2 separate regions of the Oryctolagus cuniculus genome follow, and region 1 is linked to region 2. A link is a contact called in public Hi-C data. All regions are on one chromosome and are shown on one strand. The core of a region is the stretch at or near the end of the contact, and the rest is flanking DNA. Distances in the headings are between cores, read along the strand shown. Region 1 has its middle 12 kb from the start of NXT1. Region 2 has its middle 84 kb from the start of CD93.

Evidence for each region. Hi-C and Micro-C count contacts between places; a contact is called where the count stands out from the background.
Region 1: a Hi-C map of an unstated tissue shows a contact between it and region 2, with 2.7 times the contacts expected there. The contact joins two enhancer-like sites. A contact is called at or near these places in 3 of 6 Hi-C or Micro-C datasets (ear pinna, psoas muscle and an unstated tissue).

The regions. Positions count from the first base shown.
Region 1 is chr11:47,549,645-47,556,126 of mOryCun1.1, reverse strand. No RefSeq gene overlaps it. Among named protein-coding and RNA genes, the nearest start is that of NXT1, 12 kb to the left of the region's middle. Within about 2 kb of position 4,051, at least 1 of the 8 cell types and tissues checked has an H3K27ac peak or open chromatin away from gene starts, as enhancers often do.
Region 2 is chr11:47,457,736-47,463,932 of mOryCun1.1, reverse strand. No RefSeq gene overlaps it. Among named protein-coding and RNA genes, the nearest start is that of CD93, 84 kb to the right of the region's middle. Within about 2 kb of position 2,997, at least 1 of the 8 cell types and tissues checked has an H3K27ac peak or open chromatin away from gene starts, as enhancers often do.

The DNA.
Region 1 (6,482 bases), core at 2,802-5,301, 91 kb before region 2:
AAAAGCAGTGGAAAGTGACCCATGTGCCACCCACATGGGAGACCCGGAGGAAGCTCCTGGCTTCAGTCTGACCTAGAACTGGCCTTTGGGGCCACCTGGGGGAGTGAACCAGTGGATGGAAGATCTCTCTCTCTGCTCCCTGTCCCCCCAACTCTGTTTTTCAAAATAAAAACAGTGGCTAGTGCTGTGGCGTAGTAGGCTAAGCCTCCACCTGTGGTGCTGGCATCCCATATGGATGCTCCTTTTCTGATCCAGCTCCCTGCTAATGGCCTGGGAAAGCAGTGGAAGAGGGCCCAAGGGCCCCTGCACCTGCATGGGAGAAACAGTTCCTGGCTCCTGGCTTCGGATCGACCCAGCTCTGGCTGTTGTGACCATTTAGGGAGTGAACCAGTGGATGGAAACTCTCTCTGTCTTTCCCTCTCTAATTTTACCCCTCCGATAAATAAATAAAATCGTTAAGAAAAAAATACATACATAAATCCTCCCCCCCCAAAAAAAAAAGTACACCAGGGTGCACCCTGCGTCTGCTGCCTTTCCCTCAGCATCACGGTTTCACGCTGGGTCTGCGTGTGGTTGTAGACGCCTGCTCTCCCGGGGATGGGGCCTTGCACAGTGAGTAGGCCACCATCTATATTAATCTGTTCTACTTGTGATGGGCATTCGTGCTGCTGCAGACAGCCTGGTAACAGGGTGTGCCTGGCCCAGCAGTGCCCACATCATGGGATCTTGCAGGAAGTACAGATCCTGCCCCACACCAGCATGAGGAATGACTGTGGTCCTGGCCTAGCCCGGCCAGTATGGGAGCTGGGCAGGAGACCAGAGCCTCCCCAGATTCCAGATCTCACATGGACGAATGCCCCTGATCAGCCCAACGGTGCCAGCTGACATGTGGGATACCAGCACTGCCCACGTTGGGCGCGGCACAGCACTTTTGTAGGGTAGGCGCTAGGCCCACACCAGAGGTGGCTTCTGCCCTGCTGGTGGGAGACACGTGGGCTTAGGAGGCTGAGCAGGCTGGAGCGGGGAGAGGCGAGGCGATGACTGGGAGGTGCACTGGGTAGGGGGTAGAGAAGCGAGGAGTGGTGAGGAGCAGCTGTGGACAGTGCAGCCCGGATTAACACTTGACCTTGACCTCAACCCCCATTTAGGAAGAGAATTTGTTTCACCCCTGAAAGTTCTCAGGTCCCTTCCATCCCCGACCCTCAAGCAATGCTGATCTGCGGCAGGTTTTCCTTTTGGATAACTTCCCCTAAGTAGAAGGAATCGCACTAGGCAAGTGGTCCTTGGAATCTGGCTGCTTCTGCTCAACCTGATGACTCCGAGCTCTGGCCACGTGGCTGGGGACACTCACAGGGAGTCGTGTCCCACTGGGTGGCTGGCCCGCCCTCTCTGGACTGTGACACCTCAAGTTTCCGGAGCACGTTTGTCTGGTCTTTTCTGTGCAGTTGGCTTTTCATATGGGAGCAGAATTGCCATTCTGGGGGTGAAGGGTACATGGCACTTGTACATGGCACTTGATAAGCAACATCCAAGCTGCTTGTCCAAGTGGCAGCCTCATGTTCTGCCCTCCAAGCAGGTGTGAGAATTCTTCCATGTCTTCACTGGCACATGGTCAGAATGGCGAAAAGCCCAGAGCAGTCTAGCTGGCAAAGTGGCCTCGTGCTGCGTCTGTGATGAGAGAGTTGGCTGCAGCTGGAGGGCAGGACGTACAGCCCGGTCTGGGCTTGCCCTGGGTCTCTTAAACTCAGAATCTCCTAGTTGGCGTCCCAGCATGAGCACACGTTTTAAAGCCGTCCAGCTGTGGTTGCTGAGGAGGTCAAATATCACCTGGCTGAGAGGGAGGCACCTGGTGCATGGAGGCTCTGCTGGCTGACATTAGCAGGGAGCTGAGTTGGGAGCGGAGCAGCCAGGACTCACCCCAGTGCTTTCATGTGGGATGCCTGCATCACAGGTGCACCACAGTTCTTCAGGTCCCCACTAGTATCTGATTGGGCATAATTTCACCTTCATACATCCCTGGAGGAAGTCAGCTATTGGATTTTTAGACATTTGATTTTTAGACATTGGATTTTTAGGATTTGTCAGACAGTTGTATCCCTCCTGCCTTCTTCCAGTGCCTTGTAGATGTGTGATGCACCCCCTGGCATTGTAAAAAAAAAAATCGGAATGTCTGCAATTCGCAGAAGAGAGTATGCCCCTGTGGTGGAGTCTGTTGAAATCTGCTAAAGACCAGACTCTGTCCACGCCGGCTCTGCCCGTCCTCTGAATGCCTCCCTGGCCGGTCCTTCCAGGAGAACCAAGCAGTGATTGGCCCCTGGGCCCGTTCATGGTGCCCCCTTCTGCCCCCAGGGGAGCACGTGTGCAGTTGGCAAGGGTGCAGATAAATAAACCCAGCAGCCGCACAGGCGCCATGCCTGCAAGATCCAACTGCAGGAGAACGTGGGGAAGCTGCTGTTGGTTCTGTCCTCCCTCAGTCATTAGCTTAACTGTTGTTTATTTAGAGGAACAGAGCAGATTGAAACAAAAAGACTGGGATAGAATTAACGCACATCAAAACGATTTGCTAAACAAGGCTCCCAGTAAATGCTTCTTGGCTTCCGCTTGGGCTGAGGCTGCAGTCCTGTGCATACACAGCGGGAATGCAGCAGGGAAGTCACCCCAGCCCTGCCCCAAATGCCTTTTGTGGATGCAGCAGGGAGCAAAGGAGGACCTCGGCTTTCAGGTCCTCTGCACAGGTGCTCGGGGGCTCAGTTTCGAGCGGGGAATCTCCGAGCTGAGAGAACGGAGCGCTGTTTGCAGATGTTCTAAGGGATTTGCACATCTGGAGGTGAGCACACATGGCGTGCACCCCTGAGAGGACGTTTGTGCCATACTCAGAGGAGCGCCGTAGAGAGGGTGGGCCGTGAGCTTCCTGGCTATCAACTCCAGATGATGCCTCTTCCTCAAGCCAACGACTCCTGTGGCAGGGCCTTGGCAGTGGGAAGAGTCAAGACAGCCTTCATGATTTGTGGGGCAACATTCCAAAGTCCTCTCTTCTGGGTATTTTGAAATACACAATGCATTTTTTTTTTTAACTTCAGTCACCCTGCCATGCAGAGCACCGGACCTCAAGTCTCCTGTCTGTGTAGAACTTGGTGCCTGGTGGCCAATCTCTTGCTCCCCAGCCTCTGATAACTACTACTCATTTTTTTTTTTTTTGGACAGGTAGAGTTATAGAGAGAGAGAGAGAGAGAGAGAGAGAGAGAGAGAAAGGTCTTCCCTCCATTGGTTTACTTACCAAATGGCCACTATGGCTGGTGCTGCGCCGATCCGAAGCCAGGAGCCAGGGACTTCCTCCTGGTCCCCCATGTGGGTGCAGGGGCCCAAGCACTTGGGCCATCCTCCACTGCACTCCCGGGCCACCGCAGAGAGCTGGACTGGAAGAGGAGCAACCGGGACAGAATCCGGCGCCCATATGGGATGCCGGCACCACAGGCAGAGGATTAACCTAGTGTGTCACAGCGCCAGTCCCAACTACTACTCTTAAATCGCCAACTTTTTCAGATTCTACATGGAAGTGAGGCTATGTGGCATTTGTCTTTCTGTGTCTGGCTCGAGTCACTTCATTGTCTTCCAGGTTCATGCATGTGGTCACAAATGGCAGGATTCTATTCAGTATAGACAGCTGAATAGTATAGACCAAGTATAGACAGCACAGTCTTTTGTTCACTTGAGAGGGAGGGGGCAAGCAGAAGCAAGCCGTGGGCAAGCTGCATAAATACCATGTTTTGGCCACCCCACCTGGGTTTCCACCTGTGGGTTCCCAGACAGATGCCTGGGGCCAGCACCAGCCTCCTGGGGGTGTGACCTGTGCAGTCTCAGAGGGCACAGAAAGGCCCCATGGTCAGCTTAATGCTCTGTTGCAATCATCTTGAAGTTTTTCATGCCTTTTTTTTTTCTACAGCCAAAGTGAATTTATTCAAGGGAAAATAAATTCACAGAGCTGGTTAACTGCCAATGAGCACATGACAGACAGCTGGGCTAATTCTTCGTAATTTTTCATTTTGCCCTGGGCCCACTCTGCAGATGAAGCAACTGGCTTGGCCTAAGCCAGTGGTTTCTCAACCAGCAGAGAGAAAGGAGGAATCTGACTATGGGTTTTGTGGCCCTGAGAGAAAAGCACACGACATCTGGACTCAGCCCTATGGACTGGATCTTAGAAATCCAGACACCTGGGGGCTGGCGCAGGGTGTAGTGGGTAAAACTGCTGCCTGCGATGTCAGCATCCCATATGGGTGCTGGTTCGTGTCCCAGCTGCTCCACTTCTCATCCAGCTCTCTGCTATGGCCTAGAAAACCAGTAGAAGATGGCTCAAGTCCTTGGGCACCTGTACCCTCATGGGAGACCTGGAAGAAGCTCCTGGCTCCTAGCTTTGGATCGACACAGCTCCGGCTGTTGCAGCCAGTTGGGGAATGAACTAGCAGATGGAAGACCTCTCTCTCTGCCTCTCCTCTCTTTGTGTAACTCTGACCTTAAAATAAACAAATCAATCTTAAAAAAAAAAAAAAAAAGACCAGACATCAGCCGACAGGGCATGAGAACCATGTGTGTGGGTTCACCAGGTGAAGGCTGGGCAGCCCCAGGACCAAATGAGCAGGTGTGTGATGGAGGTGGAGAGAGGGCCCTCACCTCACACACAGCCACCAGCCCTGCTGCCCGCTGAACCCAGCCACCAAGCGAGCCCAGTGGAGACGGGGATGTTGCCCTGGAAACCCCGAGATTTGCAAGGAAGAGTCGAATGCTGTTATTTTCAGTCCCAACATGTTGGGCTTGCCAGGCAGCTGCAGAGGCCTGAGGCAGGCCCACTCGGGACTAGGAACATATCTATGGAGAATGAGAGGTGTGAGGGGCCCAGGTTTTTCACTTGGAAAGCAGCAAGAGTAAGTGAATAGATGACCGTCTAAATTTAGGCGAGATGACCTAAGCCGTGAAATTCACTCTCCTCTCCAAAACTCCATGGGAGAGTTTCTCCCTTGCTTTCTTTCTCCTCTCTTTTCTCTCCACTCCCTCCATCTCTTTCCATATGCTCTTTCTGCATCAAGTTTATTGTTATTACCTATACAGCCATGACCAAACTCCATCAGAATCCATTTTTAAATTTTTTTTGTGCCAAGGATTGAGGGATGACCTATTGTGCTGTGTAGGGTATGCTTTAGATACTTAGCGACTATAACGTCACACCGTATTCCAAAGCTGTCCCAATCAGGAAATCCGGTTTTAAGCATTGATGACATTTTCTGGGCATGATGCAGTTTTGTAAAAAAATTTTTAGGGGCCAGTGCTGTGGTTCACTTGGTTAATCCTCCGCCTGTGGTGCCCGCATCCCATATGGGTGCCGGTTCTAGTCCCGGCTGCTCCTCTTCCAGTCCAGTTCTCTGCTGTGGCCCAGGAGGGCAGTGGAGGATGGTCCAAGAGCTTGGGCCCCTGCACCCACATGGGAGACCAGGAGGAGGCACCTGGCTCCTAGCTTTGGATTGGCGCAGCGCCAGCCGTAGCGGCCATTTGGGGAGTGAACCAACAGAAGGAAGACCTTTCTCTTTGTCTCTCTCTCTCACTGTCTATAACTCTGTTAAATAAATAAAAAAATTTAAAAATATTTATTTATTTATTTGAAAGTCCGAGTTACACAGAGAGAAGGAGAGGCAGAGAGAGAGAGGTCTTCCATCTGCTGGTTCACTCCCCAGTTGGCCACAACGGCCGGAGCTTCGCCAATCTGAAGCCAGGAGCCAGGAGCTTCTTTTGGGTCTCCCACATGGATACAGGGGCCCAAGGACTTGGGACATCTTTTACTGCTTTCCCAGGCCATAGCAGAGATCTGGAGTAGGGCAGCTGGGACTTGAACCAGTACCCATATGGGATGCTGGCACTGCAGGCAGCGGCTTTACCTGTTATGCCACAGTGCCGGCCCCCATGACATGAAGTTTAAATGCTGGAATCTTTGCACATACTCACCACATGTGTTCTCCATTTCCTGGAAGACTATCCCTGTGACCATGCCATAGGCTGGAGTTCAGCAGGAAAGGCAAGGCAGAGCTGGGGAAGGAACCCAACCGACAACCTTTTGCTTTTCCACATACAGAGGGTTTTAAGCGGGTAAAGGAAGCCCTGGCTTTTGAGGACTACTGGGCTCCTGCACTTGGGGAAAATGATGGCAGCTGACCTTGGGTCCAGGCTGGGCTTCTCTCCCGCAGATGTTTGGTGAGGGCGGGGATGAAGGAAGAGCTTCCCATGTCTTTGGGAAGATGCGACATAGCAACAAATAAAAATGTATCTTTACTGAGTGCCCTCCAAAGAGATAGTGAGATGCAGTCTTGCCACCAAGTTCCTGTGAACAGTGAGTGTTCCCATCACCAGCTAGTCCCTGGAGCAGCTAGCAGGGGCTGGGATGCTTACTTGTGTAGTTACTGCACTCCTGGAATCCTGGGAAAGGCTCTTTGTTAGCC
Region 2 (6,197 bases), core at 1,748-4,247:
GAAATGCCAGGGTTGGGCTTCCCCCATCTTGACCTCTGTGTCAGTTGCCCCTTGGGCTGGGGGTGTCCTGGCCTCATGTCTCCCTGTGGAGAAATCCTGTCCTGGGCTCAGACTCTTCCCGCTGTGGCACTGCCCTTACTGCCCCACTCCGTGCACCTGCAGCCCTTCAAATGCTGGGGGTGGGGCTAGTGTGTGCTCACGTTGCATCATTTCTAGGAATGCCATGGGAGGGCACTTCAAGCAGCCACTGGAAAATGAACTAAAAGACAAGTTTACCTTGGTGCCGTACGTCTTGTAATCCATGCATATCGGGTTTTCACAGTTTTTATGAAACACGAATCCTATGAGAAAATCATGCAGAAATTGCAAAACATTTTGTATGGCAAAATAAACTGGCTTTTAAATTCCATTTCCCATGGACCTTAAAAAAGATATTTATTTACTTATTTATTTCAAAAGCAGAATAGCCGAGAGAGAGAGAGAGAGAGAGAGAGAGAGAGATTGTCCATCTACTGGTTCACTCCCCAAGTGGCCGCAACAGTAAAGGAAACTTGACGCACCCAGGAAACTCCATCCGGGTCTCCCACATGGGTGCCAGGGACCCCAATACTCGAGCCATCTTCTACTGCTTTCCCAGTTGCATCCGCAGGGAGCTGGATTAAAAATGGGGCAGCCTTGGCTCAAATCTTAACCTGTCGTGCCACAGTACGGGCCTCTCCGGGGACTTTTTGGATCTCCCGTGTGTGTGCAACTCTGCTTTCTGCGTTCAGAGGAAAGCACCCTGAGTTAGGGTCCAGTGCTATCTTGGTATTCATCCATTCCTTCAACACTTTATTTCTTGGGCTCCTGCCTGCCTTGGGCCAGCCCAATTTTGAGTGAGCCTCAACTCTGCTTCTGATGCCAGCTTCCTGCCAAGGTGCACCTGCCAGGCAGCAGGTGATGGCTCAGGGTCCGGCCACCCACTTGGGAGACCAAGTTCTAGGTTCCTGGTTTTGGGCTGGCCCAGTCCTGGCTGTTGTGGGTATTTGAAGAGTGAACCAAAGGATGCATCATTTGTTCTCTCTCTCTTTCTCTCCCTCCCTCCCTCCCTCCCTCCCTCCCTCCCTCTCTCTCTGTCTCCCAATCTCTCTCTCTCTTTCTCTCTGTGTGTTTCTACCTCTCTCTCCCTATCTTTCAACTAAATATATATATTTAAAAATAGCAATAATGTACTCATCCTCTGTGAGAATCCCAGCAACCACTGTGAAATCAGTCCTGATTTGTAAAAAGCCAGGCTGTGGTTTTTGGAGCCTCACCTCCCTTCCACTCAGGACCTCCCAGACCTAGAAGAGGCTCCCTGTGCCTCCTGCACTTGCCTCACCCTCCTGGCCCATTCTCTGCCCTCCTCCCAAGCCGGACTCAGAGCCAGCTGAGGCAGGGGGTGCACAAATGCACCTGAAACTCCTGGGCTTTTTTTTTTTCTTTGCAGAAGTTTGGGCAAGCGTGCAATTTACTATGAAAAATAAGGCTTTCTAGTATTCTCCCTGCTCTTTGCCTCCCAGCCATGCCTAACAGGATTCTGAAGGCATCAGCTCAGCCTGGGCCCTTGCTGGTTCCTCAGACGATGCTGGGAGGGCACACACAGGTCTGCAGGCCTGGGAAGACTCCTGGGAAGGGGCAGGCGCGAACTCTTGTTTCTTGGATCAGCCTCTGCACCCTCAGGCGATGGACAAAGGGGAGAAACAGAGCCCGGCAGGGGATTTAAACAGGAAGGGCTGGAAGTAAAGTGAGTTTCTGGTGATTCACATGAGCAGCTGTGGGGGTGTGGAAGAGGCAGAGAAGCGAGTGCAGTTACACAGTTACACAGGAAGTTCACAGAAGGAGAAGAGAAGTTTACTTTTTACCTCCGCCAAAACACTGAAACATGCGCATGGTTATTTTTTATTTATTTATTTTAAAGATGTACTTATTTACTTGAAAGGCAGAGTTACACAGAGAGAGGGAGAGGCAGAAAAAGAGAGAGCCAGAGAGAGAGAGAGAGAGGGAGGGAGTGAGGGAGGGAGAGGGAGAGAGACATCTTCCATCTGCTGGTTCACTTTCCAAATGGGTGCAATAGCTGGGGCTGAAGTGAGGAGTCAGGAGCCTCATCTGGGTCTCCCACGCAGGTGCAGGGGCCCAAGGACTTGGGGCATCTTCTACTGCTTTCCCAGGCCATAGCAGAGAGCTGGATGGAAAGTGGAGCAGCCGGGGCTCGAACTGGTGCTGGAATCGGATGCTGGTGTTGCAGGCGGCGGCTTAACCCGCTCCACCACAGCCCCAGCTCCACATGTTTATTTTTACTAATGCACGTTTACTGTGACATTTTTAGAGACCTTCTTATTCTTATTTCAAAATTTGCTTGCATCAGCATAAACTTCTCTTTCAAGGGTCGGTTCCAAGAACGTTTTGAAGTACACATTGCATCTCAGAAAGGTACTTCTAAGAGAACAGCTGAGAGCATCCACACCACGTGCATGCATCTGTCCCTCTTTGCTGCCCCCTACCTGTCAGATGGATTCAAATCCAGATTTATTAAATTTGCTGACTCATCCCTTCCACTGCTGACTCATCCCTCCTGTTGGCAAAAACATTTCTCTCCAGGCACCTTTGAAAGGTACCCAGCTCTGGTAAGGAAACACGGCTGCTCCTTACTCTAAGTCTCGCAGTGACTGCTGCTACAGAAATAAACTCTGAAAAGAGCTGATTTTCTCATCTGCCACAGACTGTCTCAAGGTGCGCTGATGACGTGGGCCAGCTCTGGGGGTTGCACTGGTGCTGTGGGGGTCTTCAAAACGTCTGTGAACATGTGCATTTGGAAAAACCTGCGCTGGGACTTCAAGAACATGTTTGCATCCGAATAAATGTATCCTTTTATTCCATTTTGCACAAAAGTTTTGCAGCACCCTGGTACTGCCCAGCTGCTCCTTGCCAGCGTGTGGCCCGGAAGCTGGGAGCTGAGGCGCCAGGGAAAGTGAAACCCGATGGGAAGACCCCCCTGGATCCCACCGGGTGCTTGATCACCTTGTGATTGTCCTTGGAAAACAATCCCGGGAGTGGATCTCCCCTCCTCTGTCATCAGCCAACCCACCCCCAGGCTGGCCTTTCTCCAGCCAGGAGCTCCATCCCGCTAAGAAACCTGTTGGAGCCAGCAGCCTCTCTCCGTCCTGCTCCATCCGCTCTGCCCACACTTCCTCTGCATGTCTCTTCTCTAAACAAGGCCTGGGCGCTTTCCTGTTTTCCAGGTCCTAAAGGAGCTCCAGCAGTGGGGAAGGGAAATGGTCCACACAGCCCTTCCCTTTGTCTTAGCAGGGCCTCCCACTGGAGCAAGTAGGATTTGCAAAGTGGGGAGGACCTCCCCTCCCCCTCTCTGCAGCACGTCTGCCAGCGACAACAAGGGTGCAGTGAGAGAAAGTGTGTGTGGCAGATGCAGAAGCCACGCCCCTGGGCCCTGCAGCTGGGTCATAAATCATCCACAGTCACTAGGAAGGGGACAGCAGCCTAATAGCTTGCAGCCTCTGGCAGCGACGACATGAGAACCTGGGGAGGGCTATCGCAAAGAAAGTGTGGTTTCTAGTTTGCCAGTTACAGTTCTGCTTAAGGACACAAAGGTTGCCCCAGGCATGCTTTGGTTCCTCGATCTTTGGACACCCCCTTCTTCCCAGAGGGACATAGCTGGCAGCGTGGGTGGAGCTGAGGAAGGGGGTCTGGGCCAGCAGCTCTGCCTAGGCACTCAGAGGGCCACATAGCATTTGACCTTGACCTCTGCTTCTCCCTTTCCCTGGGCGTGGCTTCCGGGAGAGCCAGCCAAGGGCTTCCACGCCCTCTGCTACTTCACCTTGGCATCACATAGTCAATATTTTGGCATCTTCCGAACGGTGGTCAGTAGAGGTCAGCCCAGCCGGGGGTGGGCATGGGTGTTGGGTCGGCTCGGTGACCATGGGCGACGCAAGATCGTGGTCCTGTGCCTTCCCAGCATTTTCTCTTCCCTGAATCTCCCTCATCTCCCTGCCAAGGCTGGGAGGAAGTGAGGAGGTGCCCTCCTCCTGTTGGGCTCAGGGTGCTCATCTGTTGGACTCCTGTTTCCCAGGCTCCTGTGGGTGCCTAAAACCTGGATAGCTCCCAACCCCATGCAGGCTGCACTCCAGGGCAGACTGTAGAAAAGTTCATTAAAAATGTGCATTATGAAAAAAACATGGGCTGTTGCGGTGCAAACATCTCATATGGGCACTGGTTTGAGACACGGCTGCTCTGCTTCCAATCCAGCTCTCTGCTATGGCCTGGGAAGGCAGTGGAAGATGGCCCAAGTCCTTGGGCCCCTGCACCCGCTTGGAAGATCTGGAAGAAGCTCCTGGCTCCTGGCTTCAGATCGGCCCAGATCCAGCCACTGGGGCCATCTGGGGAGTGAGCCAGCGGATGGAAGACCTCTCTCTCTGTCTCTCCCTCTCACTGTCTGTAACTCTGCCTCTAAAATAAACAATTTAAAAAAACTTAAAATTTTTTTAATTCAAAAAGAAAAGAGCATGAATTTAAACATGTTTGGAAATAAACTTATCTTTTTAATTCATGTTTTCCATAAACTTTTAAAGTTTTTCTTAGGAATTACTTATTTATTTTGAAGGCAGAATTACAGAGAAAGCGAGAGACACAGAGAGGGAGAGACAAAGAGAGATCTTCCATCTGCTGTTCACTACAGCAGCCGGGGCTGGGCCAAGCCAAAGCCATGAGCCTGAAACTTCCTCCAGCTCTCCCACATGGGTGCAGGGCCCCAAGCACTTAGGCCATCTCCCACTACTTTCCCAGGCACATTAGCTGGCAGCTGGATCGGAAGTGGGGTAGCCAGAACACGAACCGGCACCTGTATGGGATGCCTGTGTCTCAGGTGGTGACTTTACCCACTGTACCACAACATCAGGCCCCACAAACCTCATGAAGTTGGCTCAGACATACATAAAGTGTAATTTACAAATCAGGCACAGTAAGAGATCGTCCACTCTAACCAACAGCAACATAGAATGATTACAGCAATGTCCTGTCGTTGAAGTTATTTAAAACTTACGGATTGTCGATTTCTGGAATTTTCCCTTTCATAAACTTTCATGACTGACACTGTGGATCAGGCCACTGAGACCGTCCACTGTTCGTGGGCCGTCTACTGAGTCGTAGGTGCTGTCGTCACCGTGGGGACGTGGGACAGAAAGCAGAGTCCCTTGCCTTCCTGCACCTGCAGGCTTTACCTCGGGCTTCCAGAAGTGAGAGGTGTGACCAGCTCTGTCACAGCATGGGGTTGGGAGCAGAGGTAACATTTTTCTTTTAAAGATTTTATTTATTTATTTGAGAGGCAGAGTTATACACAGAGAGAGGGAGAGAGAGAAAGAGAGAGAGAGAGAGAGATCTTCCATCCGCTGGTTCACTCCCCAAATGGCCGCAACTGCTGGAGCTGCGCTGATCCAAACCCAGGAACCAGGAAATTCTTCCGGGTCTCCCACGCGGGTGCAGGGGTTCAAGGACTTGGGCCATCTTCTGCTGCTTTCCCAGGCCACAGCAGGGAGCTGGCTCAGAAGTGGAGCAGCCAGGACTCGAACTGGTTCCCATATGGGATGCTGGCACTGCAGGTAGCTGTTTAACCTGCTACGCCACAGCACCAGCCCCAGCATTTTTCTTATCTGATAAGCTGGGCTGCCCTTTAGGAACTTGGGACTCCTCTAGATCCACATTGGAGTGAGCGGTCGGCTTCCTTCCCTGGAGGGGCCGAGCACTCTGACTCACGGAGCGCAGGCACACAGCATTAACCATCATCCAAGAACTAGAGATGGGGAAACAGGCTCCACCCAGCGGCCACAGGAAATGCTTCCTAACCCTCAGAAGACACTTGGGACTTGTGCAGGGCTTTGGGGAAAAATGAAATAGGCAGCAGTGTTTTAAGGAAGGGACAAGACGTTGGTTTTCATCCTCATTCTGGTTTCTAAAAAAGGTGCGAGATACATTATAATGAAAGAAGTAGAGAAATGAAGATGGGCGAAAGATAATGATTAAAAGCAGGCGTGATGCACTGAACGAGACGGGAGGAAAGAGCAGCTCCTGTCTTTTAATAATTGCGTTGGGAAATATTCATCATTTAAAACAAAAATGAGGGACTGGCATTGTAGGTGCAGCAAGTTAAGCCTCCTCCTGCAATGCTG